Regions from separate parts of the Mus musculus genome. Here regions 2 and 3 are each linked to region 1. Evidence: chromatin contacts called from public Micro-C data. All regions are on one chromosome and are shown on one strand. The core of a region is the stretch at or near the end of the contact, and the rest is flanking DNA. Distances in the headings are between cores, read along the strand shown.

Evidence for each region. A called contact is a pair of places that touch in the nucleus more often than the background predicts.
Region 2: a contact with region 1 is called in a Micro-C map of the G1E-ER4 cell line, with 3 times the contacts expected there. The contact joins two enhancer-like sites. A contact is called at or near these places in 5 of 484 Hi-C or Micro-C datasets (the G1E-ER4 cell line, the HL-1 cell line, embryonic stem cells and 1 more), 1 of 115 datasets of contacts at active chromatin or transcription factors (large pre-B cells) and 2 of 9 other capture datasets (adipose tissue and liver).
Region 3: a Micro-C map of the G1E-ER4 cell line shows a contact between it and region 1. The contact joins two enhancer-like sites. A contact is called at or near these places in 1 of 15 datasets of contacts at CTCF or cohesin (the G1E-ER4 cell line), 11 of 484 Hi-C or Micro-C datasets (the G1E-ER4 cell line, the HL-1 cell line, the HPC-5 cell line and 4 more), 5 of 115 datasets of contacts at active chromatin or transcription factors (bone marrow-derived macrophages, embryonic stem cells, fetal liver and 1 more) and 1 of 9 other capture datasets (adipose tissue).

What each region holds. Positions count from the first base shown.
Region 1 is chr13:35,613,448-35,617,824 of GRCm38.p6, reverse strand. No RefSeq gene overlaps it. Among named protein-coding and RNA genes, the nearest start is that of Cdyl, 44 kb to the left of the region's middle. Within about 2 kb of position 2,499, at least 33 of the 459 cell types and tissues checked have an H3K27ac peak or open chromatin away from gene starts, as enhancers often do. A contact at or near this core is called in the G1E-ER4 cell line and erythroblasts, where this site is marked.
Region 2 is chr13:35,769,420-35,773,796 of GRCm38.p6, reverse strand. The region is part of intron 3 of Cdyl (chromodomain protein, Y chromosome-like); the gene reads right to left. Among named protein-coding and RNA genes, the nearest start is that of Cdyl, 110 kb to the right of the region's middle. Within about 2 kb of position 2,521, at least 19 of the 459 cell types and tissues checked have an H3K27ac peak or open chromatin away from gene starts, as enhancers often do. A contact at or near this core is called in the G1E-ER4 cell line, where this site is marked.
Region 3 is chr13:35,746,877-35,751,253 of GRCm38.p6, reverse strand. All of the region lies in intron 3 of Cdyl (chromodomain protein, Y chromosome-like), which reads right to left. Among named protein-coding and RNA genes, the nearest start is that of Cdyl, 89 kb to the right of the region's middle. Within about 2 kb of position 1,888, at least 14 of the 459 cell types and tissues checked have an H3K27ac peak or open chromatin away from gene starts, as enhancers often do. A contact at or near this core is called in the G1E-ER4 cell line and erythroblasts, where this site is marked.

The sequences.
Region 1 (4,377 bases), core at 1,250-3,749:
CACCTCGAAGGGGTATGTGTTAAAGTAGCTCCTTCCCCTCAACATGGTTGACATTCTAGGCTGGCCATTCTGTACTGTGAGGCTGGCTTGTGAACCAGGAGATGTTTAGCTCAACCCTTGCTCTCTACCATTAGATGCCAGGAGCAGCCCTTGCCTGGCATGCCAGCCAAAAATACCCAGAGACCAAACTGTCAGTGGGTACTGTTAAATATTTTCCAGGGAGAAAAATTGCTCCTTGGTGAGACTACCATGTTAACAAGAAAGTCACTCTAGGCTTCGTGGAAGGAGAGGCCTCCTTTTACAAAGAACCCAAAGACCCCTCATAAGAATCCAGTCTCAGGCCCCAAGCTAGGGAGACAGAGACCCCATTTGAGACTTCCCCAGAGCCACTTCTGCCCAGGTAAGCTGTGTGTTACTCCAGTCAGCTTCAAACTGTTGGGATCCACCTAGGGAGCTTCATACATTCCCTGCTGCCGTGCAACTACGGAGTCACTTCTGTCAATCCACAGTAATACAACTTTGACCCCATTTGTCAAGAGGAGGAGCAGATGGTGTATTGGGACAGGTAAACCAAGTTGGACTCTCCTGGGCCAATTTCACAATGTGTTTCAGTGCTTGGGAACTCTTGACATTGGAACCAGGAACTCTTGGAGGGAAGCCTAGACTTGTGATATTAGCTGTATGTATGGGGAGCCTTGAATTAGGGACTCTGGGGGCGGGCAGGAAGCCATTATTGGAATCTGGAACAGAATAGCAAGACAGTTCAATTACAAAGCCCTATTCAGCCAATCAAGCATGTTGCTGTCAATTTGTGTGGGCCCTGGGAGATAGAGTAGAGATGAGAGTTATCTTTAAAAATACAGAAAGAGTAAGATATAACTGTTGGCTACCCTGGTTGGAGTTTGGTCTTTCTGAGATAAATGTCACTGGGAAGTGTTTGTGCATTGAAGGTTCTGGTTAGCTGGGCTTGGCAGCTAGTAGGTTGACTTTGGTTTTGTTTGTTTGTTTTCCATGATGAATCTGAAGATTTCAAATAAGCTGTTTCTTCAGATCCTAGCTGGGAGTCCCTGGAGCCTGGTGATAAGGTCTCTCTGCTCCAGCTCCTGGAATGATCTGCACTTCAGGTCACCGCCAGCTGTCACCATCACGTCTTTAGACTACACAGTGTGCATGGACGACCGTATGCAGGTCACTTGGGTCATTCTCCCTGCTTGTTTGGTTGATGTAATTCCACAGGTAAATAGAGTCCCTGTGGGCATTTTTTTCATGATGGGGCCCATGATTACCCAAGGGTTCCCTGGCCTCTAGGTTGCAGGACCAGGCTGTGAAAGCTTAATTAAGTATTGCTGACAAGGTAGAGTGGTGTTAGAAATTTGGATTGCCATTACTGTGTAAGGCCAGGATACAAAGTCAGAGGAACTAACCACAGTGGGGGTATTGGGAGGCAGTTGCTTGAAAGTATCTCCCCAAGTTCCTAGCCATGTCTTTATCAAAAGGTGGACTTTATTTTCACCCCTTGCATGCGGGCCAACTCTAGTGACACCCATTTTGAACAAGATGTGGCACAGGAAACATTGTATAACCTTGAAAGAAAGGGAGGCTTTCCAGAGTAGCATAGCTTCTGCCTGGCTTTCTCTCTTCTTGACCCTTTTGTCAGTCAGTCAGTCAGTCAGTCAGTCAGTCTGTCTGTCTGTCTGTCTGTCTTTCCCTTCTGTCACTGGCTCTCTCTTCCTGTAGAGGTCTTGAGACAAAAGTATTTATGTACAAATGCAAATCCCTAGGGAATCCAGAGGGGATGGGTCCTCCTGAGGATCCTTCTCCATTCCCCTGTGGGGTGCAGAGAGGTAACTACAGAAGCCCAAGGCTGTGGTTAGCTCCTTACATGTCAATGCAGGGGCCAATTCAGGTCCTGTTCTTGGAACAGAAACACTAAAATCTGCTGGAACGTTGGTTTCTTATGTGAAGTCACCCTCATGGATTTCAGAGCAAGGAAATTTGTTTTCTTGGTGCCAACACCATTGGCACCACATTCCTGACTTGAAGACACAGGAAAATGAACCTTAACACTACTTTATCCTTGGGAATTTAGGCAGATCAGTTGCTACAGCTGTGAATCCAGATGACAAATAATTGAAAGGCCTCTGATGGTCACAGACTATTGTTTTGATCCCCGAGGGGCACACACACAGAGAATAGTGCCAGCTGTGAATCCTTTGGTCCAGATAGCATAGAGGACACTGTATGCCTCTGCAGCCTTATTTAATAAGGATATGTCAGAAGTATAACCCTCAGTAATTCAAAACATTAGTCCAGTGGGGATTCACTATCTGCACCCATGGGGACCGTGGTAGTGACTTGCCAGAGATGCAAATAAAGAAGCAGCATACCAACCCCCCTCCATCAGTCCACAGCTAATGCAGCAGATGCAGAAGGGCTGCAAGATCAGGGGAGGGTTCCTCTGTGCAGTGTTGGCAGCCTGCTGGGAGAGATAAGGCCTTCTTAAACGGACAGAGAAAGGGAAGTACTGGAGCAAGTCATGTAGCTGATGTAAGCACAAGCCCATAGGTCCTGAAGGAGTTGGTGTGGAGCTACTGGGTACTCAGCAAAGGACCCATGCAGGACATGAGGCTGGTGTAGGTTTTGAAGGGCAGGTGGATATTTGTCCTATGCGAAGGCTATGGGGAATTCTGTGCCTACAAAAGGAAGCCTCTGTGTTCAGATACTGACCTAAACTCACACCACACTCTGAGCAATGCTTTCTTGTTCTTTGCATTCAGGATCTCTCTTGCTTCACTCTATCTCAATCCCTGCTGATGCCACAGGTTCACGTGGAGAACTGGACAAACACTGGTATGAGAGCAGCCCCCGTTTATTGGTGGAGGAGACATTCCAAGATGCTCACTGAATGCTGGAAACCATATTCAACTGTGGATATGCTATATTCATACCTGGGATACTGTCTAATTTATATATTAGGTAAGTAAGAGATTAACAATGACAATAATACAGCAGAGCAATTATAGTCATATTCTACAATAAAGTCAACAGCATCATTATTCTTGAACTTTGGGGTAATTAGTAAGTAAAATAATGGTTAAGTGAATTCAAAGCATCATGATACTAGAGATCACCCTGATAACCAAGATGGCAGCTACATGAAGACCACGAGGGTAGCATATACATAGTGGATACACTAGGCAGAGAGGTGATTTACATTTCATGTGGACAGAGTGGGACAGCATGGGTTTTTATCGTACTACTCAGTATGGTTCATAATTTAAAACTTCTGAATTGATTATTTATGGAACTTCCCATTATTATTTTTAGATGACTTCACGTAAAAGACTGTAGAAATCAAAACCTTGGATAAAGGATAAGGTAGACAGCTATTTTGCATATTCCTTCTCTGGAAAGTAGAGAATGCATATGGTTGTGGGTAATGAAGGCTAAAGTTTTTTTTTTTTTTTACATACCCCATTGGAAAAGACTGGATTCAGATCTTTCCATGGGATCTTCACAATTGTTGCATAGGTTAAAGGCTACATCTCAGATTATTTTCTATCAGGGTTCATCAAATTCCACAGTTGGTGACTAACTTGGTTACTTTTAAGTTGCTATGAAGAGACACCATGACTAAGACAACTTATAAAAGAAAACATTTAGTTTAGGGGCTCATGGTTCCAGAGGGTAGAGTCTATGATCATGACCATCGTGGTATGGAGCATGGCAGCAGACAGGCAGGCATGGTGCTGGAGCAGTAACTGAAAGCTTGCATGAGATCCACAGCCCAAGGCAGAGAGAGAGAGAGACAGAGAGAGAGAGAGAGACAGAGAGAGAGAGACAGAGAGAGAAAGAGACACACACACACACACACACACACACACACAGAGAGAGAGAGAGAGAGAGAGAGAGAGAGAGAACTAACTGGGAATCACATGGGCTTTTGAAACCTTAAGACTCATTCCCAGTGACATACCTCCTTCAACACCTCCAACTCCTTCTCAAACAGTTCCACCAACTAGGGACCAGGTATGCAAATGTACAAACTTATCAGGACCATTCCCATTCAAACTAACACAGAAGACAAAATTAGCTGAGTTTAAAATTTTGCCCTTTGAGTATGGGAAACCTTGCTGGATGTCTCTTGGGGGAATTTATGCGCGCTGCCATTGCTACTTGCCTAGAATCCATAGGTAAATATAGCATGCATCTTCCTGCAACCAAGGTATATTTTGTGGAGCTGGATCCCTGGCTTCAGAAATCCAGTGAATATTTATTTAGCTCCACACAAACTTAATCCTATCTTGGCATCTTCCCTGCATCCTGTGGTGGAGCCTCCCACTACCCTTCACAGAAGCCCACCTATCAGCTGCCCTT
Region 2 (4,377 bases), core at 1,272-3,771, 160 kb before region 1:
GAAGCAGGTAGCAAGCTTAAGGATATACACAGAGCACAACAGCACTTCAAAATCCAATGTTTAAAACAGTAGAGGGAGTAACCGAACCTTGAGAGAAGTAAGTCATGGGGTGGAGATGGGAGAAACAACTTTCTAAAGTTTTCACTTTCTCCAACATGGTAAATCAGACATCCTTCCTAGAACAATAAATACACCCACAGTTGAATAAAATGCCTTCTAAAGTCAGGTGTGGTGGTTCATGCCTTTAATTCCAGCACTCAGGAAGCAGAGGCAGGTAGATCTCTCTGAGTTTGTGGCCAGTCTGGTTTATAGTTTGATTATAGCACGTTCCGGGCCAACTAAAGTTACATAGTGAGACCCTTTTTAAACAAACAAACAAGAAAGCCTCTTAAGGGCTGGAGAGATGGCTCAGTGGTTGAGAGCACTGATTGCTCTTCCAGGGGTCTGGAGTTCAGTTCCCAGCAACCACATGGTGGCTCACAACCATTTGTAATGGGATCTGATGCCCTCTTCTGGTGTGTCTCAACAGAATGACAGTATATTCACATACATAAAATAAATAAAGATTTGAGGAGGGAGGGAGGGAGGGAGGGAGGGAGGTAGGGAGGGAGAGAGGAAGGGAGGGAGGGAGGGAGGGAGCCAGCTAGCCTCTTAAGCTGGGTGGTGGTGGCGGTGACAGAGGCGCACCTTTAATCCCAGCACTCAGGAGGCATAGGCAGGTGGATGTTTAAGGCCAGCCTGGTTCATTGTGAATTCCTAGACAGCCAGGATACATACACCCTCAAAAAAAACACAAAACAAAAAAGAAGAGAAGGAGAAGGAGGAGAAGGAGAAGGAGGGAAGGAAGGAAGAAAGGAAGGAAGAAAAAAGAAAGAAAGAAAGCAAGCAAGCAAGCAAGCTTTTCAAATACTGCAAAACAAGCCATCATTCTCAGCTGGCAAGGAGGGGTATTTTCAGGAATACTTATGGAAAGGTTTTGAAAAATCAAGGAAGCATTCCCCCCAAAAGCCACTAGTGCCTGTGATGTAGAGCTGGGACACAGGACTGGGTGTTGAGATGGGAGGTCAGATCAAAGTCCCTTCAGGTAGGAAAGGCCCCAGGTCAAAGGGCAAATAGGGAATGGACATGAAACAGACCTACTTCTCAGTCTTCGTTATATGGCAGATCATTCCAACCTTCAAAGCAGGATCCAGCCTGTCCACCTCCAGGAGGCAGAGGATGGGTGAGCGCGAAGGCAACTTTTATCTCCCTGCTTTCCCTAACAGAAGTACTCCTCAGATGCAGGCCCAACGTAGTAACCCACAGCTACAAGCTACCGAGTGCTCCAGGGGCAGGGAAAGTCTAGCAAAAGCTAAGGCACACTGCATTGGACCCGTGCAGGCTGAAGAGGGGACAAAGTACCCCAGCATCAGCACAGTGGACGGAGCCAGCATCAGCACAGCACCTCTAGGGCTGTCTGCGTACTGACACCCACCTGTAGGTGAGACTGTAAAAGGGACTGTACAAGGGACTCTTGCAGGCAGACTGGCTGCGGTGGCCTAAGGCTTATGGGCCCCTGGAGAATTCACCACTACTGAAACACTGCTGCGGACAGCAAACCACCAGGGCAGAAAGAACAGGTGCAGGGAAATGGAAGGACCCTTCTAAACAAAGGGGAGGGGGAGAATGACAGACAGACCCTGGGCTCCACAACACCAGGGCACCTTTTCAAGTGGCTGCTGAGGACAGGAGAGGGCGCTCTAGAGCTGCGGTTCCAGAAACCCTCGATGACCGCCCCTCCACTGGAGAAACGCAAGACAACTTCAAATGTGTTTGAGAAGAAAGGGACCAACAGTTGGGTTTAATACAAAATCATCTCGATTCAGATGTGAACAGAATAATGACCACAAAGGCAATGGCAGCTCAGCAGGAAGCCATGTTCATGAAACAAACTAGCCTGCTATTTACAGGGAAACTGAACAATACACTTTTTCTCACAGCAGAGTACTGAAGAGGCTACTCTGACACCGCAGATATCTTGTGTGAAAACTGAACTAAAAAGAAAAATCTAAAGACTACACAGGTAATAGGTAATAGGTAATAGGTAAGAATGGTGAGTCTGTATTTTCTGGTTAAGGTTCTACCCTATCCCCACAGTCGTGGCTGTGAACCTGTGGCAGGCAGTTAAGAGCTGGTCTTTGCTGTTGGTGCTTCTCAACCGTAACCGTTGTTGCCCATGTTGCAGTGACCTCAAACCATAAAATTATTTTTGTTGCTACTTCATAACTATAATTTTGCTACTGTTGTGAATCATAATGTAAATATCTGTGCTTTCTGATGGTCTTTGGCGACTCTGTGAAAGGGTCATGTGACAACCCTAGGGGGTTGTGACACACAGGCTGAGAACCACTGGGGTAACTGGTCTCACATACCAGAACTCAAGAGTTGGAGGTGAACTAGAAAAGCAGGGTACTGTGTGCAGGACACAGGCGTAATAAGGAACAAGCACAAACTGCTGCAGCTCAGCTTCATGTGCACCAGGTAGACCACAGGCAGCATGGCGAGAAGGAAGCTGGGCCCAGGAAATGTAAGCCCAACACGGAGCCAAATCCACAAATCTGCTTTCCCAAGCAAGCATGGCTAGGGCAGCAGAGCTTCCAGTGTGTTGTGTGTAGAACTCACAGCAGGCAAAGCGGAAGTCTATGTCAGATCCTCAGCCCCAGTCCAGCCTTCAGGGACATGAAGCCCAGGGGAGTGGACTGGCTAAGCGCAAGACCACCACAGCAGGGACTGACCAGCTTGTAAGTATAGGGGCGCAGTCCTTGGCCTCCGTGTAACGCCACCGTCTGCTACGATAAAAACCCAGCAACCCTCCTAAGAACTTGAAAGGGCTGAGTCTCTGGCACATGCACAAATTTCAAAAAAAGAAAAACAGCAAGGTAAACCCAATACATAAGCAAAAACTGTAAAATCTGATGCCAAGTGATTCCTAAGTAAGAAATAGGTTCAAAAAACTTATGAAAAACCATGTTGCCAATGAGTGAGCAGAAAGCAATCTCAAAACCGAGACTAGGAAAGTCGAAATTCTAGAGCTAAACAAAGTAGTTTAAGTAATTAAACCTCAGGGTGATCAGAGAACTTCAGGCGCGCCATCAGGTACCTCGATGCCTTGTTGGAGGGTTTCTCCGTTGGCCTGGAATTTCTCCAAGTATGCCGAGCTGGCCAGCCTGGGAGCTTCTAAGCAATCTACCTGCCTATTCTTCCTGTTCCATCAACACTGGAGCGCAGTCAGGCACCACCAGCTTGTTTCTGAAACAGGGTCCCTCTCTCTGTGTGTGTGTCTCTATGTGGCCAGCCTGAGCTCAGCAGACGCCTGTGTCTACCTAGCAAGTGCTGCTGTAAAAAGGCATATGCCCCCCCACACCCAGTTGACCACCAGGCTTTTATGTGGAACACATACAAACAAGGGTCCTCACACTTGTAAAGCAAATGGTTTACTGACTGAGCCATCTCCACAGCCAGGAACAACACATTTACTAAAACGACACCTGTTTAGCAAGTATGCTTTCTTTCTTCCATCATCGGAAAGAAAAGTAAAACAAACCAACAAGCAAGTAAACTGACCCAAATAAAAAGCATAAAATAACAAAACAAACAAAACCAGAAAGAAATGAATTGAGACATGAGAATTCAGACTTGCATGACCACAGGAAACGGAATGCCTGTGGGGAATCGGGGAAAACAGGGAAAACTCAGGAGTGCACAAGGAAGGAAGAAAGGCTTGGAGATGTAACATTCACAACAGCTCAGGGAACCCCAAGCAATGTCCCCAAAGGAAGCTTAACAGAAACAGAGTCAGGTAAAGAACACCTTGAAGGTAGAAATTCACGCTGTGAGCAGGAAAAGAAAGGCAGCAAGAACAAAGGACAGCCCCTCCCTAGAAACTACTGGCTTATTAAGACACAAGTGCCACAGTCAAGGGATTAAAGAGGAAGATAAACAGCCAGCCTCCCAGCAAAGCACTCTAACAATTCCAGTAAAACCATCCCTTCATCCAATGGAAGACCCCAGCTATAGGAAGGGCCAGGTCTCACAGTCTAACAGAAATCACACAGGATGGCATCCTGGATGTGCGAGAAGAAACAGAGCCAGGAACAGGATTTGTGGGGATATGTTTGCTAATAAGCAATTTCTAATCTTCGTTTCTGTAAAAGAGTAGTTAAAAGCAAAATCTATAATTATACCAAGGGAGGTACAGAACACATGAAGGTTCTAGCACATGACCACAGGAGGTTAGAAGAAAATGAAAATACACCACAGTAGAAACTGTTTCCTCTGGGTTTGACACCCATGCTAAGTAGATTATGATAAAGCTAATACTGTAATCCTTGAATCAAT
Region 3 (4,377 bases), core at 639-3,138, 130 kb before region 1:
CAATAGTGTGTAACTGTGTGCGGTAACAGCATTTACTGCAGCGTGCAACTGTTACATATTCAGAACAGGCTGCAGCTCCAGTGAGGTCACCCAGAGCAACACAGGTTGCACTGCCAGCAACCCCAGAGTTCACTATGCATTTGCTTCTGATTCTTGTACATTCAGACGCCTTTACCCTTCCCAATGTTTTCACCATACTCCACATTCAGTTAGTTATGTGGCCCACTGAACTGGAATTACCAAAGTAAACTCGGTTCAAAAGAACTATAAGCTAGGGTCAAGGGGATACAAGGTTATCACACAAAAAAGAAAACCATCAGCAACAACGAGGGAAGTTCAAAAATGAAGCACAGTCAAGGAGATGGAAATGAGAGGCCAATCAATAACGAGACACCAAGAAGACTCAACAGTGGAGTCCAAGGGAGCAGAAGCAGAGTGTGTACCAGCACTGAGAAGGCTGAGGGCAAGAGGATGCCCGCCTATCTCTAAAGAGAGATAGGGCTACATAGCAAGACTCTCAACAAAGGAAGCAGAAGAATAGGTATGGGTATAAAGAAGAAACAACATTTGAAGACAGAGTAAGATAAGACACAAGAATAAGATAAGTCAATAACAGATAGGACACAAATTCACAAAAAGCAGTGTAACATATACCAAGCATGTCTGCAATACAAGTGTCATACAGCGTACAATGTAGTAAAACTACAGAATGCCAAAGTAAAAAACGATCTCCAAGGCCGTCAGGAGATTGGTTTCCTATGATGAAACTCGGTCCGAAAAGACACAAATGAACTCCTCAAGAGTGATGAGAAAGCAGATGATGGAGTCCTATCCTGGAAATGCTGCAAGAAAATAACCCATTTAAAAATAAGAGAGCCGAGCAGTGGTGGCACACACCTTTAACCCCCTCTTGAGAGGCAGAGGCAGGCAGATTTCTGAGTTCGAGGCCAGCCTGGTCTACAAAGTGAGTTCCAGGACAGCCAGGGCTATATAGAGAAACCCTGTCTTGAAAATAAAATTAAATTAAATTAAAATAAAAATAAAGAGAAAAACAAAACAAAACAACAACAAAAACAATGAACTGTTTTTTTTTTTTCTTAAGTCATCACTACCATCCCACCCCCCAAACCCCAGGGCTCAGGGGCCATACATAACAAGGCCAAAGACAGGGTGAAAAAAAATGTTTAAGACATTTAGGAGGACCAGAGTGAACCTGTGTCCTCTGGTCCTAACAGGACAGATGCACTCAACTCAAGACCTCCACAAGAACATGCCAATCAACCTTCTGGCTTCAGAGCACCCAGAGGTCCACCAGGTCCCAGGCACAGTTGAAGTTACAGACAGCTGACGATTTCAGCACGTGGGACAGTCAGGTTTTAAGGGTGTGGCTCCTGATAAGTCAACTATGTATGCCCTGGTGGGTGGCCCTAACCCATTGAGTGTGTATATGTAGTCGTGTGTGTGTGTGTGTGTGTGTGTGTGTGTGTGTGTACAGACTCAGTGGGTTATTTAAGACAACAGAGGAACGGGTAAGAAAGTTGGGAGTCAGGGGGAGCGATGGTGGTGTGTGTGAATGTGTTCAAAAGACATCTATATGAGATTCATAAAGATTTAATAATTACTATACTAAAATCTATGTTGTTAATAGCTAAGAATAATCTCCTATACCTATGGCATGCATCTTGTAAACCCAATGGTAACCACAAAGCAAACCATACAAAATTAGTATTAGGAAAAAGATAACATGTCTAGTTTGCTTTCTATTGCTCTGATAAACACCAATACCAAAAGCAACTTGGAGGGCCCGGAGGACCTTGGGCAGGAAGTGACCTGACAGCTTCCTCCTTGAGGACTAGCCTTCATAATAAAAGAAGAACCAACATAAGCTTCCACAGGAGGGAAGCAGCTGACAAACAGTCCCACCCAGCTATGACACCTACGAGCCACAACGACCAGCATGGCAGTACAAGAAAGACTATCTGGGTAGCAGTGGCAGGCTTTCCTTGGTAATAGCCAACAGGTCTCTTAATTGGTCTTAAAGCCCGCTCAACAAAAGGAAACTCATGCCAACTACCTTGGGCTCATGAAGCCAGAAGCTTGGAGAAGAACCTACAACCACCACTTTACTAAACCAGCATGATCCCTAACTACATTCTACACATTTGACCTCATACACAAAAATAAGTGAAGTGCTCACCCTTCATCAAAGAAACTTCTCTTTGCAACAGCCAGATACAGTACAGAGAATAACCTATCAAAACGCAGAGTAGTGGACCCCAGTCCCAACTTATACACCTATAAAATCTCAAACCTAAGGCCTGGTCATCGGGTGGGCGTGGGGGGGGGGGGGAGTTGTGAGAGCCAGAGACTGTGTCTTCTAGAAATGTCAGAAGCTACACCCATAAAGTCCATCAACATGACTGTCTAAACATGAACTGAGCAAGGACAACACCGGACATGCTCAGTACACAGGGAAAGCTCACCAGGCACCAACCTTATACAGAAAACTAAGCAACTGAAGAAAGCTGAGAAAAAAAGCCTTCCCTGGGTGTCTTAAGTGTTTCTACCGCTGCAAGGAAAACACCATGACCAAAATGCAAGCTGGGGAGGAAAGGGTTCATTTAGCTGACACTTCTAGATCATAATCCATCATCGGAGGAAGTCAGGACAGGAACTAAAGCAGGGATGGAACCTAGATACAAGAGCTGATGCAAAGGTCATGGAGGGATGCTGCTTACTGGCTCCCTTCCCATGGCTTGCTCTACCTGATTCCTTACAGAATTCAGGATACCAGTCTAGGGATGGCATCACCCACAATGAGCAGAAACTAAAATAGAAACTGGAGGTGAAAAGATAAGGAGATTTTTAAAATCCCTATCAACAAACCCTTAGTTGAACAAACAAGCAAACAAAGTAAAAAGCAAAACAAAACAGAAATACAAAACTCGTTAAGACTTAGAACAACAATACACTAATCAAGTGGATAACCTAAAAGAAAACAAACTTGAAGATTCATACACATTTAAGACGGAATGATATAAAGAAATAGAAAATCTAAACAAGTCAGTCCTGAGTAAGGAGATGAAGCAAGGAAATGTCTCCTGTGAATGCAAAGACTGCCAGCTTCACAACTTAGCTCTCCTAAACACAACAAAAGCACACTACAACTCATACCCCGAATAAATATAGGTGCAACAATCCTCCATAAAATATTAGCACACCCAATTCAATGGAATATTTAAAAAAAGAAAACTAATCCACCAGCATGCAGAGTGATTCATACTGGGATGCAAGGTTGGCTGAACCACAAACAAATACATCACATAGACAGAACAGAGAATGGAAGCTATGTGATCATTTCAATAGACGCTGAAAAGCATTTGGTAAAGCACCATCCCTTCCTTCGGGAGAAAGGCCCTCAGGGAGTAGCGACCCAATAAAGGGTCTCTATGACAAGAACACGGACAGCATCATATTCAACAGGTAAAAGTCACACACTCTTTCTCTAAAACCTGGAGCAAGACAGATATTCACTCTCAAAGCATACTGAATGTCCTAGACAGAGCAGAAGAAAAACAGTCATCCAGATTAAAAAGAAATTCAGCTGTGTTTGTATACAATACCATTTCATACAGAAAACCCCAAAGATAACACCAAAAAACCCTTTTGCATACAAAACCAACATATAAAAACCAGCAGTGTTTCTATACACTTAAGTATCTGAAAAATGAAATATGTCATCATGCTTGCAACAGCTGTAGTAAAATAACGTGAAAGGCTTAGGAATGAACTCTATCAGGGCAGGGGTTGTACTTCACCGTTGGGCACCTGCCTGTTGTGCACAAGACTGTCTATCATGGATCCTAGCACCAGATACACACACACACACACGCACACGCACACGCACACGCACACGCACACACACACAAGAACAAGACTGGAAAACATCGATGAAATACACAAATAAATGTAAAGATATACCATGTTCATGGATTAGGATCAATAATATGGTAAAAATGTGCACAACACAGTGATCTGAAAATAAATGGGATTCCCATCAAAATACCAAGGTCATTCTTCCTTACAAAATCAGGATACATTCTTAAACTCATATATAAAAAAAGGTTCTCAAACAGCCAAAGTAATTTGAGTTAGAACAACAAACCTAGCGGCTTCACACAGACCAAAATACACTACAATGTTATCATAAATAGAAGTGCATAGTGTGGCTTAATACAGACTCACGGACCAACCAAACACGACGGAAAGCCCAGGAACAAACCCCAAGCATTTATAGACAAATGATTTTTCAACAGCCCTGCCAACAAAGGGGCCAAGACCAAAGGATGGTTTCTTTAACAAATGGTGTAGAGAAAA